Regions from separate parts of the Mus musculus genome. Here region 1 is linked to region 2. Evidence: chromatin contacts called from public promoter capture Hi-C data. All regions are on one chromosome and are shown on one strand. The core of a region is the stretch at or near the end of the contact, and the rest is flanking DNA. Distances in the headings are between cores, read along the strand shown. Region 1 overlaps Heg1 (heart development protein with EGF-like domains 1). Region 2 overlaps Slc12a8 (solute carrier family 12 (potassium/chloride transporters), member 8).

The links. Capture Hi-C pulls out chosen DNA fragments and counts their contacts.
Region 1: a promoter capture Hi-C map of pancreatic islet shows a contact between it and region 2. The contact joins two enhancer-like sites. A contact is called at or near these places in 4 of 15 datasets of contacts at CTCF or cohesin (the G1E-ER4 cell line, the NIH/3T3 cell line, large pre-B cells and 1 more), 20 of 484 Hi-C or Micro-C datasets (8-cell embryo, the AML12 cell line, CD8 T cells and 12 more), 3 of 115 datasets of contacts at active chromatin or transcription factors (acute myeloid leukemia and embryonic stem cells) and 4 of 9 other capture datasets (adipose tissue, embryonic stem cells, liver and 1 more).

What each region holds. Positions count from the first base shown.
Region 1 is chr16:33,733,467-33,736,460 of GRCm38.p6, forward strand. It overlaps Heg1 (heart development protein with EGF-like domains 1), which reads left to right. Exons shown (of 15, transcript NM_175256.5): 7 at 2,075-2,178. Among named protein-coding and RNA genes, the nearest start is that of Heg1, 50 kb to the left of the region's middle. Within about 2 kb of position 1,340, at least 95 of the 459 cell types and tissues checked have an H3K27ac peak or open chromatin away from gene starts, as enhancers often do. A contact at or near this core is called in pancreatic islet, where this site is marked.
Region 2 is chr16:33,628,308-33,631,206 of GRCm38.p6, forward strand. All of the region lies in intron 9 of Slc12a8 (solute carrier family 12 (potassium/chloride transporters), member 8), which reads left to right. Among named protein-coding and RNA genes, the nearest start is that of Heg1, 55 kb to the right of the region's middle. Within about 2 kb of position 1,469, at least 3 of the 459 cell types and tissues checked have an H3K27ac peak or open chromatin away from gene starts, as enhancers often do. A contact at or near this core is called in pancreatic islet, where this site is marked.

The DNA.
Region 1 (2,994 bases), core at 90-2,589, 110 kb after region 2:
GGGTAACTGCAGACGTGGAAGTTGTCTTGAATACACTAACTATATTAAAAACAGGGACACATCTGTGTCTTTCCACAATGTCAGAATTTATTGAGTCACAATAAGCTCACAAGCTACTTCAATTTCATTTGCTCTGATTTGCCAAATTATTCTCATCTCCCTTGACAGTTGGCCAGTGGCAAGCATTGGCTTATTCCAAATTTAATTACTAATATTAACTCAGATCACAAGTTACACATCAGGGTAAAGGGGTATGTGTGTGTGTGTCACAGAATAGCTACAAAGGGGTTAAAGAGGCCACAGAAAAGTTCAAGGAGTTTAAAGAGGCCTTAGGAGTGTCAGAGAGCTAATACCGACGAGAAGAGAACCAGTCCCTTTAGCGGTTAGACCAGGAACCACAATGGACAGTTACTGAGGAACGCATCAAGCTGCTGCGGGGTTAAGGCTGGGACTGTCCATGTGAAAGGAGCTTAGAGGCAGGCACAGGACTGTGAGGTGAAGCCCAGACCCATGTAGGCCACTGTGGAGAAATCCGACACAGAACCAGGGCCAGATGGACAAAGAGACAGAGAACGCCACGGCAAGAGTGGACACTGAGCCAAGCTGAAGCCCTATGGTCATGCAGTCCCCATGCATTCTGGGTGGTCAGATGCCAGGTTGCTGGGGCCATTGCCACAAGAGTGTCAGGTGTCCTCCTCTTTATGGGGTGCAGGCGTGGCTGTTGCACCCTTCCTTGGTGTGTTTCATAAGCTCTTGAGGTCTCCCTTTCCACTAAGGGTTTTGGCCCTGTACTCATACAGATCCAATCTAATTGATAGTTTTGCAACAAGAAATGTAGTAGCCTGTGCCCCATGCTGGACAGGAGGTAGTGTTTTTATCCACAGCATGAAATAGAGTCAAATGCTTCTTGTATAATGGAGTCACCCAAGACAAAGCAGAGGCTGAAAGTCCCTGTTTTTACAATCAGCAGGAACTTAAGCCAAGCACAGCCTCCTCTCCACAGAGGTATAAATGCCTTGGGCAAATCCCTTCCAGGAAAAAAGACAGGGTTTAGGAAAGGACGGATGATATTACTCATGCTAAAGACAGAAGGCACGGGCAGGCAGAGAACGTCTGTGTGCCTTACCCTTATCCTGGGCACTTTTCCAAAGGGAAGAGTCTGGATTTGAACCTGGGCCCGTGAGGAGTGAAGCCGAGCAGGTCAGGTGACTGTGTGCAGAGTGCCCGCCCACAAGTAGCACAGATGGGGGGGAAAGCGGTTCAGTTTTGCTAAAGACTAGTCTTTCTCTTTTCAAGTCATTAGGCTTCATTGTTCGTAAACATCAGAGGGGCATGCAAATTAGAGCGTGCTGAAAGGCTTTGCCTTGGCCCAGAGTGTTTTCAAAGAGCTGCCTGCTGCTCCTAGAGAGTCCTAAGCAGCTGGCTTCGCTGAACTGTGGAACAAGCAGAAGGATGTTAAATAAGAACTACGGGCTTTAGTCAGTTAACTCTGAAATGTTAGCTGCTTTCCCTGGCTCCCTTGCCTGCCTTCCTCTGAATTCAGCATGCAGCCCCTGTGTCTCGGGTTATTTTTCTTCTGTATTGAGGGGAAGATATGCGTTTAATATAATAAGATATAATTTAATACGATAAATAATAATCGATAAATATAATTTAATATAATGAGTGATAAGAGCCAGCTCTAAAGACGGACTGTTAATTTTTGGTTGTCTGCTCATTCTGGAACCTCAGGCCTAATCATCAGAAATTGGTGTTACCTAGAATTTTATTTTATGAGTGAAACAGGCCTCACAATGAGGGAGCTTTCCTCCTTTCTGAATCCAGCCCTGTTTCTAACATGGCTTGTTTTCTTTACATGCCTGATAATAATGGGATCTTAGCACCTTGGAGTCTAAACCTACCACAAACATGTGTCACTCCTTGGTCACCTAGATGAGGAAGGAGTGTATTTACCCTCAAGACACACCCAGACTGTCCCTTGGGGGAGTAAAGCTGGCCGTCCCAGGGATTACAGCTGCATAGCCTTGCGTTGGTCTCTGCTGTGTGGCTTAATGGGCAATGTTTTCCTCTGCAGTTAGAACCTTTGTGACCGAGTTTAAGTTAAAGAAGACTTTTCTCAATACTACTGCAGAAAACCATTCCAACACTCAAGAGCTTGAAAACGAGATCGCTCAAACAGTAAGTTTCCCCTACAACGCTCTGCACGCTAAGCCTTAGTTTTCTAGACCAGATCTCATTCAGAAGTGCATACTTCTTAGGGTCGTCTGTATCCGCCGGACTTACTTCAGTGTTCACAGGGAAAGTTCACGCTGAAGTTAAAATAAAAGAAAAAGAAAAGTCTTGGAAATCAAAGAAAGGTGTTAGGCTCTGAAGAGTGCTCTTCATATGCAGGCCCCAGCTGCCAGGCTGCCAGGCTGTTCCGTTTTCTTGGGCAAACACAGAGTCAACAGGCACGATGATGCCTGCACCCATGTCAGCTGTGGATGAAGGGAAAAGCTTAGCGTCCCATCTGCTGTTGATACCTGATGTGACCTCCTGTGTTCTCAGAGCTTGGAGAAAGGCCACTCCTTCCTCAAAGGATGCCAGCAGCCTGATCCTAATTCCGATTAGACTTGGAACTGGGCTTGTGAGCTCACAGTGTAAATTATCTAGAGGCCTTGGATGCTGTTCTTTCCCTCTTTGCTTTTATGGTAGGAAGGAAGAATGGAGAAATGGAAACGAAATGCAGACAATACTTTTTTTTTTTTTTTTTGTTCTCCACTGCTGCCCAAGTCAAAGATTTGGTGTTTGGGAACCGAAACTTGCCATTACACTAAATTAGAGATGAAATGAAATTAGATTTGCCATTACATTGAATTAGAGTTCATTCATTAGCCAGGAATTAAGTGTTCTTATAGGACTGTAGATTTTATTTGTACTTTAATTCCATTTCCATGTCTCATTTGTGACGAGGACTATGCCAGATGCTCAGTCCTGTGAGAGGGATGGTAACAC
Region 2 (2,899 bases), core at 219-2,718:
ACCTCACTCTCTAGCCTTTCCAGCTATTCTCAGAATTCCCAAAACAAAACAAAACTGTAGTTCAAATGCACTCAATATATCCGAGCCATTTCTAGTTTGCAGATTAGTGTTATTAAATATGTTTATGTTTAGGTTAGACAGCAATTACCATTATCATCTCCTAACTTTCCTTCTGATAAAACTGAAATTATATCCATTAAGTTCCCATTCTCCTTCAGTGAGTTCACTTTTCACTGTTGGGGAATATACCCTGCTGAGCCTGTATCCTTAGTGTTGGAATGATGACTGTGCAGGTTAGCTTTTTGTTCATTTGTATCAGGTGACTTTAATCCCACACTCAGGAAGCAGAGGCGACAGATCTCTGAGTAACAGCCTCGTCTATACATTGAGTTATAGGACAGCCAGGGCTACATAGAAAAACCCTGTCACAAACAAACAAACAAACAAACAGGTTTTTATTGACACAAGCTAAGTCTCTGTGAATGGGAAACCTCAATGGAGAAAATGCTCCCGGCAGATTGTCCTATAAACAAGCCCATCTCACTCTGGTCAGTGCCTCCCCTGGGCAGCTGGTCCTGGGTGCTATAAGAAAACAGGCTGAACAAACCATGGTGAGCAAGCCAATTATGAGCATCCCTCCGTTGCCTCTGCTTCAGTTCCAGCCTCCAGGCTCCTGTCTTGAGCTCCTGCCCTGAGATTTCCCTTTGGGAGAAACAGTAAGCTGTAAAATGAGTAAGCCCTTTCCTCCCCAAGTTGCCTTTGGGGCTGGCGTTTATCATAGCAATAGAGCTAACAAGGACAATGACTGATCCGGGTTTGTCATCTCTGAAGTTGTAGGATATTTCCTTCCTGCAGCCGCTTAGTTCATCTTTTTATTTAGGAAATTCTCATGTTCTTTAGCCTGGGAACAGGATAGGGCTGTGCAGGGGTGCTCATGACTTCAGGTATAGAGCACTGCAATCCTTGTTTGAAACAAGCCTCTGTTATGTACCACCACTGATTTCCCAACACCTCTGGTTCCCTACAGGCAAGACCGTTCTAGCTTCTCGGTTTCTGTTTGTTGTGTTTTGGGATCTCAGGGTCTCATTATATAGCCCAGACTGTTTTTAGATTATTATGGGTTACTTAGACTCACTAGTCCTGGGATTACAGTCATACACCACAATCCCCAGCAAGACCTTTCTATATCTTTGGAGAGTTCCTTCTGTCTCCATCATCCATCATGTTGATATTGTGTATATTTTGTCTTTATTCCACAGTATTTTCAAGTATATTATGTGTATTTCTTTAGTTCACTTCTCAGCTTTCTTTTGCATTTAGTTACCCCTAGAACAGGCTTAAAACTACATTAGAAGTGTCAGCTGTCTCTTCCCGGGCACTACACACACAGACACAGACAGCCTGGCCAAGTCTTCCTGAGCCTAACCCAACAGCTGCTGTTGTCACTGGTTATGTTTGCTCACCAAATTCGTACCCATTCCCTGATATCCTTAATAATTTTCTGCAGCCCAGCCCTGCTGCTCCGCTCCGCTCTCCTCTCCTCTCCCCATCCCTACCCCCAGTCTATCCTTGTTAAATGATCCTCTGTTTTCTTATCATCTTGTTCTCCTTTCTGGAACGCATCACAGAATTATTTCCCAGTATTTCTAGTCTAGATTTTTTTTTCAGTTACCTGCTGTGTCAGCCATAATGAAGCTTGATTAGCAATAACAAGATCTCAAGGCAGTAGTGATTTAAACTGCTTCCGACCAAAGCAGGTGGGCGGAGCAAGGTGGCCACAGCAAGTCCACGGTCCTGAGTGACTCGGACTCCTTTTTGCTTTACCACCCACACAATGAGTATATCGTCCTTGACCCATGGTCTGGCGGCTGGAGCCCTGCCACCACATCCTATCCAGGTAGAAGAGAAAGGAAAGGAAGAAACACAAAAGACAAGCTTCCCAGCAGAGTCGCACGGCCGGCCTGGAAAGCCCACAATGCCTTGCTTTCTTTCCGTGGTTGACATTTAGGTGTGTGACTGATTATCACACAGATGACCTTTTACCTGGTGTGGTATAAAATGACCCCTTGTGCTCTTCATCTGGAGCTTCTACAGTAAGTTGCAAACCATCTGTCTGTGCATACTACACAGCCTTAGTCTCCAAGCGCTTTGGTTGTAACTTGACTTGTCCAGATCTTCATTTACTTTCTTTCATTGAATAGCATCGTTTTTAATTTTCATTTTATGAATATGGTGGATTCTCTTCTTCTGTCCTTGACATATATTATTACTCCCTCCCTGTAAAATCTTTCTATTCTGTGTTTTCTCTAGATTCTTTCCCCATTTTGGTGCCCCCCAATACTTCCTCCTCCCTCTCTCTCCCTACTCTCTCTTCCTCCTCCCTCTCTCCCTCCCTCTTCCTCCTCTCTCAGTCCCTCTCCTTCTTTATTTTCCTTCTCTTTCCTCATTCTTTTCCTCCTTCCATCCTTCTCTCTTTTATTGCAAAAAATTTTTAAATTATTTTTCATATATTCTGATCAGTTTTTCCTCCCTTATCTCCTCCCAGATCATCCCCCTCTCTCTAGAAGACATATGCCCCACTCCCCAAAAATCTAGAAGAAAACAAAGCAAACAAATGGGAGGGGGGAGCAAAGAAAAAGCACCAGATGTGTACACACACAAACACACAGAGCCACACATGCATATACATCTACACATATATACACACACATACATACATACCTGCACATACGCTCACACATTCACACAGCCACAAACATACAATCACAGAAAAACTGAAACCATAATAGGTAAGCAAAAAACAAGTAAGATACAAGTGCCCAGACAAAGCATCATGAGACAAAATATCTCTGAAACTACCACTGAGTTCATTTTGTGTTGGCCATTCACTGCAGATCAT